Regions from separate parts of the Macaca mulatta genome. Here region 2 is linked to region 1. A link is a contact called in public Hi-C data. All regions are on one chromosome and are shown on one strand. The core of a region is the stretch at or near the end of the contact, and the rest is flanking DNA. Distances in the headings are between cores, read along the strand shown.

The links. A called contact is a pair of places that touch in the nucleus more often than the background predicts.
Region 2: a Hi-C map of fetal cortical plate shows a contact between it and region 1, with 2.2 times the contacts expected there. The contact joins two enhancer-like sites. A contact is called at or near these places in 2 of 14 Hi-C or Micro-C datasets (fetal cortex germinal zone and fetal cortical plate).

Annotation. Positions count from the first base shown.
Region 1 is chr10:24,267,623-24,273,371 of T2T-MMU8v2.0, forward strand. No RefSeq gene overlaps it. Among named protein-coding and RNA genes, the nearest start is that of MN1, 500 kb to the left of the region's middle. Within about 2 kb of position 2,924, at least 3 of the 40 cell types and tissues checked have an H3K27ac peak or open chromatin away from gene starts, as enhancers often do. A contact at or near this core is called in fetal cortical plate, where this site is marked.
Region 2 is chr10:24,544,135-24,549,883 of T2T-MMU8v2.0, forward strand. No RefSeq gene overlaps it. Among named protein-coding and RNA genes, the nearest start is that of CRYBA4, 390 kb to the right of the region's middle. Within about 2 kb of position 3,582, at least 7 of the 40 cell types and tissues checked have an H3K27ac peak or open chromatin away from gene starts, as enhancers often do. A contact at or near this core is called in fetal cortical plate, where this site is marked.

The DNA of each region.
Region 1 (5,749 bases), core at 1,674-4,173:
ACAGGAGCCAACAAGAAACTGGGAATAAAGGGGTTTGATCTGCACAGCACAAACACCTCTTGCAAAAAGAGGAATGTGAAAAAGTGCCGATTCCTTCTATGGGAGAAAAGAAGGCGTCGAGACATGTTAAACGGTTAGGAAGAAGGTGGCTGCTTGTTTCCCTTCTTCCTTGTGCAGGCTGAAGGCGGGGTGAGGGGAGAGGTTCATTATTTTTCGGCGCTCTGAAGGCAGGTGAACAGGGAAAAGCAAGCTGCAGCCTGCCATCGCGTTCAGCGCCTTTGAAACACATAGAGCTCTCAAGGCAAGCGAAGGGTTTGATGCCATTTAAAAAAGACAGACTCCCACACCTCTCAGATCCATATGTTTCCATTCAAGATCTCGTTTCCCTCCGAGGCTGGTGCTACCGCGGGCTTTGCAGTCGGGCCCGGCTGTTCTGCTGACGCTCTGAGGACCCGTGGCTCACGGAGGAGGCAGACGGGCTGAGCAACTGCACAGTGGGTTCGAGGTGCCAACGGCAGGCTCTGGGCCGAGCTGCAGCGGCAAAGTGGTGCCCGGCACCGTGTGGTGCCTGCGCCTGTGTGTGATCAGGTGGTTGCTGTCTGGGGGAAGGTAAGAAGGTGAAAAATAAAAGCAAGCAAATCAATAAAATAGTGTATGTATATAGACCAGAGCGCAGGGCTATGACTGTGTGTCCTTTCTCTCTGTAACAGGACCAGAGTGCTGAGTGGTTTTGTTTGCTTTCCCAAAGTGACTTTCTTGTGTTATAAACAGGTGTGTCTTTGACAAAGAAGGTTTTGTGGTCAACTGAGTTTGGGAAATACTAGGTTCATCTAACGTCTCTTCTTCCCTCTGTCCCTCCCTTCCTCCCTCCTTTCCTCTCACCCATCCCCTGTCCATTTATCTATCCATTCATCCTTCCATCTTGTTTTTTTCATTTCCTTTATTCCCTTTTTCTTTCTCCCTCTTTTCCTTTCTTCCTTTCCCCTTCCTTTCCTCTATTCCTTTCTTTCCCACTTTTCTCCTTCCTCCTTCCCTCTCTCCTATCCATCCAACCATTATCCATCCATCCATCCATCCATCCACCCACCCACCCATCCATGGTAAGGCAATTGAGATCCTGCCTTTGCAGACTTCAGAGTGAGTGGACAGAGACAGTAAATAAGAAAAAAGTAAAGACATTAGCGTTTCAATTGGTAAGTGCTATGAAGGAAACAAGAGTAACAAAAAGAGAGTGATTGGGTAAAGGGTGATGAGTACAGATAGAGGGAAGAACTGGCAGGGTGGGGTCAGGTTTTAGGCAGAGGAAACAGCAAGTGCAAGAACCCTGAGATGAGAATGAGATGGATTTGTTCAAAAAATAGAAGGTGTCCAGGGCAGCCACGGAGGCAGGGGCACGTGGGATAACCAGAGCTATGTGGGACACTATGGAAAGCTACTAGATATTTTAAGCCAAGGAATAGCGTGGTCTGATCCAGCCTTTATAGCTACCCCAGCAGGACTCCAGTGCCCGGTATTGAGTCAAAGCTAAACCATAATCATGGTAATAAATTGGACTGCTTCTATCTGCCAGGGCCAAGCTAAGCCACAGGCAGACCTAGCTTTCATCACCAGAGTCAGATTTTCTCCTCCAGACATGGCTTGAGGTCTCCTTATTCAACCCTGGTCAGCAATGGTGGGAGTTTTTCATTTCCTTTATTCTCTTTTTCTTTCTCCCTTTTTTCCTTTGTTGCTTTCTCCTTCCTTTCCTCTCTTCCTTTCTTTCCCACTTTTCTCCTCCCTCTTTCGCTCTTTCCTATCCATCCAACCATCATCCATCCATCCATCCATCCCTCCATCCATCCATCCATCCATCCATCCATCCATCCATCCATCCACCCACCCATCCATGGTAAGGCAGTTGAGATCCTGCCTTTGCAGACTTCAGAGTGAGTGGACAGAGACAGTCAATAAGAAAAAAGTAAAGACATTAGTGTTTCAATTGGTAAGTGCTATGAAGGAAACAAGAGTGACAAAAAGAGAGTTTTTCCGACTCGTCTGGAAGCAAACTCATATTCACCAGCATGGTGTTCAATGACCAAATTGGAAACAAGTAAAATAAAAAGGCAAGTTATTTATCGTCCTTGCAAAGGTACATGAATGAAAGAATAAGTCCAACTGGTAGATGGATGCTTAGGGTGTCCTGCAGTCTTTGCGTGGGAGACCCATGATTTACTTCTGGGGCCACAGTGAAAACCCCACAGAAACATGTTCCCAAGCAACGTTAGGGAGAAACACAGGAAAAGGACTTTGAAGCAATTCTTCCTCTGCCTACATTCAAACCCACTGAAAACCTGGTCATGCTGGAAATCACGATGACTGAAACTATTATTGCCACAGTAATAAAAAAAAACCAACATGTATTGAGCTGCCTACTATGTGGCAGACCCTGGGCCAAGAGTTTCACTCTAGTAATCCTATTATGTTGCTTCTTTTATTTTCCTGAATTCAAACCTGAGAAACTGAGGCTCAGCAAGGTGTGAAAACCTGTTACAGAACGCACAGATCTCGATAGCCAACTCTGAATTCAAACCCAGCTTGTCCAGATTCCAAGCTCATCTCCCTCTTCCTGACAAGACCCCATTTTTTGACACCTTCAAAGATTTGGACTTGTCTCTATAAATATATGTACAGTTGTTGAGAACATCTGGCAGCCCATCATAAAACAAAATCTCTCTTGTTGAAGTTGTTGCTGTTACTGTTGTTGTAAATATCGGTTACTGACCCACTAGATTCTGCAGGATCTGGTGTGATTTTAGCTGTGTTCGCTCTCTGCTTGTCACCCGGGAAGTTTACGCGAGATTTGATCAGAATTTCACAAAACCAGGCTGAGCCTGTGTGGAGCTGTCAGATGAAATAATTTGTCAGTGATGATTGTGTGAATTCGTAAATATTTATGAATTCACAAGTTATAAATGTGCAGCTTTCGGGAGGGTGGAATTTGATGCTCACCAAGTCACAGATTACAATGAATATTTACAGAAACCCCAATCTGCTAATATTAGTTCTTTGTGCTTATGAAAAAGCTTTCCTTGGGATTGTAACCCTTTCGGGCTAAAAGTATCTGCAGGAAAAGAAGTATAGCTAAAGGAATAAGTTCCCCCAATAAAAAAAATAATGCGTTCATGATCCATTACATTTGTATAACGTTTATGATTCTCACAGTATTCACATATGCGTTATGCCTCTTGCCAGTCATTCTAAAGCTGTTTGTTGAATCGGTTTTGAACTGAATTGGATTGAAAAAGCTCAAGACAGCAGGTGGTCAAAAAGACCATTTTTTTTTTTACTTCTTGTTGAGTGACCTGCCTGTTCAGAGACCTTGTGCAAGTCTCAGCATCCCTCAAAATCTATTTCTACAAAAGACAGCGTTTCCCAAAGTTACCCTTGGACATACTACCCTCGTAACACTTCCCGTTAGACACAGTTGCCAGGAAGGCACAGAGCCTGAGGCCTGCTCTCTCTTTGTTAAAAAATATTAGTAAGCATTGGAAAAGTGTCAAAGGCAGACTAACACCAAGTTGAGACTTTCTTCTTGATGAAATCAGAAGAAAATGAAAGAGAAGTCTAAAGGGAATGAGTTCCTCTTCACAAGAGGCTAAGTGGCATAGTGAGGTCATTAGAAGCAGAGACCCTGGGCCCAGCTTGCAGCTCACTAGCTTTGTGTGCTGGACCAAGGATTTAACTCTGTATGTCTCAGTTAATACATCCGTGAAATGGGGATACTAATAGTACCTATTTTAAAGGGTCACTCTGATCAGGATGACATGAGCTAAGTGTAGAAAGCACCGAGAGCTGGCAGATGACAAATGTTCTGTGTTTGTTAAATACAGAATAAGGGACGAAATGCACCTGAAGTTTCAAGCCATTATGAGGATTCAAGGAGAACCAGTGAGGTATGAGCCCTGGGTGCCTAATCTCGCTCACTCAATGGGTGGCCCTAGCCAGTCTTTTAGCTCATCTGTAGGTTCAGAGGGAAGGGAGGTGCTAGATGGCCTCAGAGAGCCCTTGTCTCATAGGGTCCACTCAGCAGCCTGGGGCCAGGCACTGGAGGTGACGCTCATCTGTTCATAGTCCACAGCAGGACTATTTTTAGGAAACTGCCTCGAATGGAACTCACACTGGGACACCAGCTTGCAGCCTCCTCACTCCTGATTTTCTAACACCCCCATCCCATCTGTCAACCCCAGTCCAATCTTCTGCCCTCAGCAGGGCCACAATTGGACACTAAAGGCTCTCCCATGCCCCGTAATGAAACCATCCTCCAAGAGAGCTGCAGTTTTGTAAAGGGAGACACCCACTGTCGGAGGTATTTTCCAACCTGGAATTTTCCTACATTGCAGATTGGTGTGGTTCTGCTTCTTCTGAACAGCTGCAGGACCTCAGTTTTCCCATCCGCAAAATGGGAGCAAAAGATTATTATCTACATCTAACATTGTTATCCTATATCTAAAACTGAGGCTGGTCTGTCTTCCACAGGCACTAGTACAAATGAACAGCCACCTTCTCCTGTGCGTTCAGCCTGTGCAAACAACAGGCACTTCCATCACTCCGTTGACACACGCCTCTATGGGGCCCCTCAGCTCAGAGCTGGACACATCCATAGAAGCTCTACCAAAAGGCATCCATTAGGGAGAAAAATATCACCCTTCTAAGCTAAAATCCTCTTCCATGTGCAGAGAGTGGGGAGTTGAGGGGGAAATGGGAACGGGCTTACATTAATCATCTTCTGCCTGCTAAAACAGAAAGAATGATTGTAATTTCTTAAATTGTCTTTGAAACACTAAATATACCTACTTTTCTTAGAGTTCAGCATGTCTTCATTTTGTAAGTATTACTGCCCTCATTGTGCAGATGGAGAAACTGAGGCTGAGTCCTGTAGCTCTTAGGAAGAGGTAAAGCCATAAAGATCATCAGGACTCTAGTGGCAGAAGCTTTCCCATGGTGTGCACTCCACACGGACACTTCCCCACCTCACCTTCTAATGATAAAAGCAAATACGTATTAGGCCAGGCGATTTTCCAATCAGTTTACATGCACTGTCTTATTCTATCTTCATGACTGGTAGGAGGTGAGCACCTTTATCACCATCAGCTGACACACATGACAGTTGAGGTTCAGAGAGGTTAAGTAAGTGGCCCAGGGACACACAGCTAGAAAGCAGAGAACGCAAGATTATACCTTAGCAGGCTGACGCTTGTCCCCAGATCCCCAAGGCAACACTACCAATGAATGGACCTGAGCTTGTGAGTCCTTAAGGGTTGGGGCCACACTGCAATCATGCCCACTTCCAACACCCAGTTTGGCACAGAGCATGCTTCACAAATATTTGTCAAGTGAATTTTTTAAAAAGGCATCCGTCTCTCTGATCCTTAAATATACCAACTTATAAACAGATATGTCAAGGAGCAATTATTCGCATTACTCAAGATGTCTTCATTTTATAAAAAGGATTTACATCACGGTTTCTTTAAATAGCAAGTCCCCCCTAGTGCATTTAAAAATACGATTCAATTTATAGCTGGGAATTACACACACGCTTTCGGAAGCCCTTACTTGAATAAAGGGAGCTGGCACGAGCGTCATTCATTCATCTGGCTTTTCAGCAGGCAATTATTGAGCACCTACTATGTACCATGTATTCTGTAAGGAGCCGGGGAATCAGCAGTAAACATCATGGCTTCAGCCTTCAAGGAGCACCGCGTCTGGTATG
Region 2 (5,749 bases), core at 2,332-4,831, 280 kb after region 1:
TGCAGAGACAGGCACAAACCCTCCTCTGCTAGTGGAGGAGAAAGACAAATGAACAGATGACACATAAACATGATGGAGCAAAGTCCCAAGTCCCAGGGAGACCAGTCTCAGGAGAGGGGCTGATGGTGTTTTAGGGCAAACCTAGATAGAAGCTTCCATGAAGGCAATGGCCTTAGCAGCAAGTTCTTGAAGCAGAAACTCCTAAATCAGGGTTCAGAGATGGGATTATTGAGACCAGGGAAACCACTGACATTGTAAACAAGATGGTGAGAATGTGCATTGATTTCCTTGGGAGAGGGTGTACAATTTCCCATCTGGTTGGTAAAATGGATTTTAGTCTCTACTCCTCCACAGGGATTTTAAGAAGCACTGTCTTACTGGATAAGGAGGCATGTCAAGTGACAGCAACAGTGTGTCCAATGACAAGGGATGCAATGTTACGTGGCATGTTGGAAAAACAGAGTCCTTAAGGATGGGGCTCCTGGATGGTGGCAGCAAAGCATGGGAATAGATGGGGCCCACATCAAGAACCTCACACTAGAAAAGGGTTTTACCAGGTAGATGCATGAGGAAGTTTTCTTGAGTTCTCTGTTGATTTCAGAGACAGTCTTTTGCATTTCACGCTCTGCTTTAAACCTCTGATTGCCTAAGATTTCCTAGAGCCCTGTGGTCCCCACCCGGCTCTGGAACAGATTAAGTGCCCCCATCTTCTGCAAAACGGGCAATGCTAACATCCCATATTGCAGAGGAGGAAACCGAGGCTCAGAGCAGGGGATGTGGATTGCCCAAAGTCACAGGGTTGGAGCAGATCCTGGGTGCATCTGTTATCTGTCACCCTGGGTTACCTTCTACACAACCTTGAGAGCACCTGCTCACAGACCACAGCCAAGCCCTGCCAGAGAGACCCAAGGAGGGGGCCGTCCACACCCCCTCCCTCTCTTCTGTCCACCTCTGCATCCTTACAACTCCCTGGCCATGTATAAAACATTCCTAGAAACCACTTATTTCTCATGCATTTTCCATGAGGTCGGGCCCAAGTTAAAACATATAAACATAAAAATATCAAGAAGCACTTTAAAAAAAAGAAAGAAAGAAAAGGCTATGTTTCATAAAATACCAAGAGACCAATTTCTGCACTTGCCCTGTTCCCCTGGCTGGTCACCCAGGGTTGTTCATTCTCTCCTCCTTTCTCTTGCCTGCTTTTCTCTCCTCTATCAACTTTTCGTCTTTCCCTTTCAGCTTCACCTTTTCCATTTTTCTTTTCTCTCTTCTTTTTCTCTTTTCTGGGCTCATTTCCCCATCCATTTACCTTGCTCTCAAAGTTTTCCTCTGTCTGCGTTTCCACCTGTATTTCTCTGGTTCTTTCTGGCTGTTTTCCTCTTTCTCTGCGTGTGTGTGTCTCTGATTCTCTTATCTGTGTCTTGCTGAGTAAGCATCCTTTGTTTTCTCCTTGCTTGGTTTCTGCCAAGGTTCCTTCTTGCCCCTCCTACACCCATAACAATAGCTAAAGGTCAAGGAAATGACAGTGATCCCAAGAGTTGGTGAAGATACGGAGCCACTGGAACCCCAGCCACTGCTGGTGGAAGTGTAAATTGGCGCAACCACTTTGAAAACTGTTTGGCAGTTTCTACTAAAGCTACAGGTCTATTTACCCTGTGACCAGATATCCCATTCCTGGGTGTATTCCAAGGAGAAATGAGAGCTTTTATTTCCCCAAAGGCGTAGAGGAGGGTGTTCATGCCTGCTTGACTCAAAGTAGGCCAAACTGGAAACAGCCCAAATAGCCATCCACAGGAAAATTGATAATTGAATTCTAAAGCGTTTATGCATTGGAATATTGCACAGCAATGATAACAATGAACTACCGCGACACGTCACAACATGGATCAGTCCCCAAAACGTTGTTTTTAAGAAAAAGCCTCAACACACAATAGTATACGCTGTATAATTTCATCTGTTTAAAGTTCAAGAACCGGCAAAATGAATCTATGTGCCAGAAGCCAGAAGAGTGGCTATCTTTGAGGAGGTGTGCATTGACTTGAGTGGCACAAGAAATCCTTCTAGGGTGTCCGAAATGTTCTATATATTGATCTGTGTAAAGTACAAACATGGGTAAATATCCATTACGCTGCACATAAGATTCGTGCAGCTTACTGTAAGTTATAACTCCATTTAAAAATAAAGAAAAATTAATAGTACATAGAATTGCTTATTGTAATCATTATGCTAATAATAATTTTTATTAGCACAATCGGCAAATGATTTAGACTCAGGACCCATAAACTCATACATGTTTTCGATCCCACTGATTAAGATGAAAGCGGGCATTTAGGTCCCCATGGCTGAGAACTCATCTTCCTACTAGACTGAGTTGACTCCTCAGATGCCTCCAACGTCACTGTTACTAGGAGAGCCACACACCCTGGGACCATTTGGAAAGACCTTCCTTGGAGAGAGAAAGACTGCTCCCATTCCCAGGTCTCACATTTATGGCATCTGTCTGATGCTTTGTTATTTTATTTCCTGCTTCATTGGTAGCTATCATGATTATGGTATAACTCAACACTTAACTTTGATAACCAAGTAGTTAATTAATAGCACAAAACCCAAATCCAAGTTAACAGGAAGCGGGTGGTCTAGCTGGAAACCTCAAGGAAATTGTTGCCTCTGTAGAGCCATCAGAAAACTATGACAGCCAACAGGGGAGGCTGAAGGAGAACCAAAACTCCAGCCCTGGGACTCTGAAATGCCTTTATTTATGTTTTTCTTCTTCATTTGAGTCCTCCCAGGAGGGGAGGAAAACACAGAACCCAGCTTTCCTGCTTCAACAGCGTGGGTGTGAGCCCAACACACATAACCCTTGAAGGCAAACTAAAACCCACTTATTTTCATTGAAAGGGAGGAACTAGGGCCAGAGGGACTCAGGCACTATTAGTTAAATAATGGTGCTTAAAAATGCATTGAATTTAGCTGCCTCCCCACCCCTAAAAAAATCTGGAATTTTCCTATTGAGTATACTTTTTTCTCTTGCCCATGAATATTAATGCTTTTCTCAGAGAGCTCTACTTGAAAAAAAAAAAAAAAAAAAACAAGAATAAATTAAATACCTACAGATTTTTCTAATTCCTCTTTTTGGTGACATGCCGTCATTACATCAAATTACTGAGATGGGCCCGCTCTTTTTTTTTTCTTTTTGGGTGAAAATTATGGAATATAAAGTATATGTAAATGGTGCAAAGGAGGAAAAAAAACTGTGAAGGAAGAATAGGGGAAGGAAAGGCATTAGGTATTCCGCCGGCGTAGTAGTCAGCCAATTAATCAAGCAGTGGCGAGAAAAAGATGCAGAAAGGATGAGTTCGCCCTTCATGTTGATGGGGCCGGCGCAGGGCAAACGCTACGGCACCTGAGCTCACGGTTAGGCATGCAGAAAGGGATCATGGGAATATCTTCCCGTCTTTGTCTTTCTCGTGAAGGATGGAAAATGTCAAGCTGTTGTTTGGCTGGATTGAGGGGGATGGGGGTGGGGGAGAGTCGAGGAGGATTCACAGTCTGGTGAGGCAAGGTTTTAACTCTTTGAGGACATCTCTACCTCCCCTCCCTCCCCAGCCCCAGCTCCACCTTCTCCTTCTCCCAGCCCCCAAGCACATCTGTAGGGAACTCTGCCTGCAAACGGCAAGTGGGAAGGCGCTGATTGATGGTGACATGCAGGCTGGGGCAGCCTGTGTGTGTGTGTGTGTGTGTGTGTGTGTGTGTGTGTGTGTATGTGTGTGTGTGTGAATGCGCACGTGCGTGCATGTGTATGTGTGTGCATGTGCATGCATGTGTGTATGTGTGTGTTTGTGTGTGTATTTGTGCACACACATGTCGGGGGCGGTCAAGAGGTATTTTTCCTCTCCCTCATAAGTGTTCTTTGTTCATTCTGGAAATGAGCGTCCATGACCCCTTCTCTCTCTAGCCCTGTCACGTCCCCTTGGAAGTGAGCAGTGCCTTGAAATCAAAGAGTGGCTGCAAATACGATGGTTGTAGTAATGAGGCTTTGAGGACACAACCAGGGCTCCCTCTGCATGGCCCTCAGTATGCTAAGCCCACTCAGGAGGGTGGCCTGACAGGTGTCCCCTGGAACCATCAGAATTCCAGGATGACTGTAAGGACTGGCCACTCCTAGGACTGGTGCTCAAAAGAGAATTACAGTGCAGGGCTTATCACTCACACTAATAATGATGATCACATAGTAATGTAATAATTAGCCAACTTCACCAGCAATGCCTTGTCCTGATGCCTTTAAATTTCCACATCATTTCACTATTTTTAAACTCTGGAAAAACCACGGTCCCAAGGAAAGATGTATCATTAATTCACTCATGGAGAACATGGGTATTTGATTCTCCCCATTTGCCCTTGGAATGGACTTGGTGAGCACTAAGTGGTCTATTTCGTGGGCACTGAGTGGTCTACTTTGGCAGATGAGGATGCTGAGATCAAAGGACTTCCTTTCGGCCAGTGGGTGGACTTACAAGGAGCTCAAAGCATGTCTCCAGTTCTTATGCCAAGGCTTTCTGTCCTTTGGCCAGAGAGGAATGAGCAAAATGAACCACATCCTGTTCCACCACCCTCTCCCAGGACCAGTCTATGACCATTGCCAGCACATCATGTGAGCCCACTGTGAGACCCAGGTGCTGGATCCAATCCATACACAAAGCATGGTCCAGGGACCAGCAGCATCCTCCTACATAAGAGCTTGCTAAAAATGCAGCGTCTCTGGCCTCGGCCCTACTGAATCAGAGCCTACCTTTTAACAACATTCCTGGGTGATTCGTGTGCACATTGAAGTTTGAGAAACACTGTTTTAAGGCAGACTTATGCCCTATATTTACTGTGTGAATTCCGGGTGAGTCTGATGATCAAAGGCAGCTTCTACTCCACGAAATATGGTACCAGGTAACATCTGCTGGGACTAAGTGTGGGAGTTGTTCGACTGCTCTTCGCCCATCCTGACACACCCTATGAGATGGGCACTGTAGATGTGCCCATATTACAGATGAGGACGCAGACACATGAAGAGGTGAGGGGACTTGCCCGAGGTGGGACAGCCAACAAGCAGCACAGCCAGAATTGGAACCCAAGCACCTGAGTCCCCTTTCGGGCTGGTGATCCTTAAGCTTGAGGATGCATCAGAATCGCCTGAAAGACTTGTGGAAATGTAGATTTCTGGACACCAACCTAAAGTTTCTGATTCAGAGGTGGACCCCAAAATGTGCCTTTCTAACAAGTTCTCAGGCAGCAATGCTGAGGCTGCAAATAATGGGGCCCACGCTTCGAGAACAGCTGCTCACTGGAGGTTCATCACCTGTGTCAAGAAACTAGCTGGTTGTGTGATCAACTCCAACCAGATATGATTGAGATTCGAGTCAGTGCCCCTGCCCTAAAAAGAAAAAGAAAAAAGGTGTATGTATGTGGGTGTGGGCGTGGTGTATGCATAGGGAATCGCAAATAACTAAAACACAAAGAGGGCATGGTGGTCCACAGAAGGGAAAATTACCTTTTGATGATCCCCAGCTTGGTGACATGAGCTGTCCCCATGCTCCTCATTGCCATGGTGAATTAAGAGTACATTGCAGCATCATTGCTGTAATAATCCTTTCCATTATTTAACCTGGACAATGCATGGTGTTATAATGGGTTTCCTGCCTCTGGTCATTAAACCAACACTTACAAGGCCCAGCTTGTCCTGGCTGCGTTCGGTGCAGGA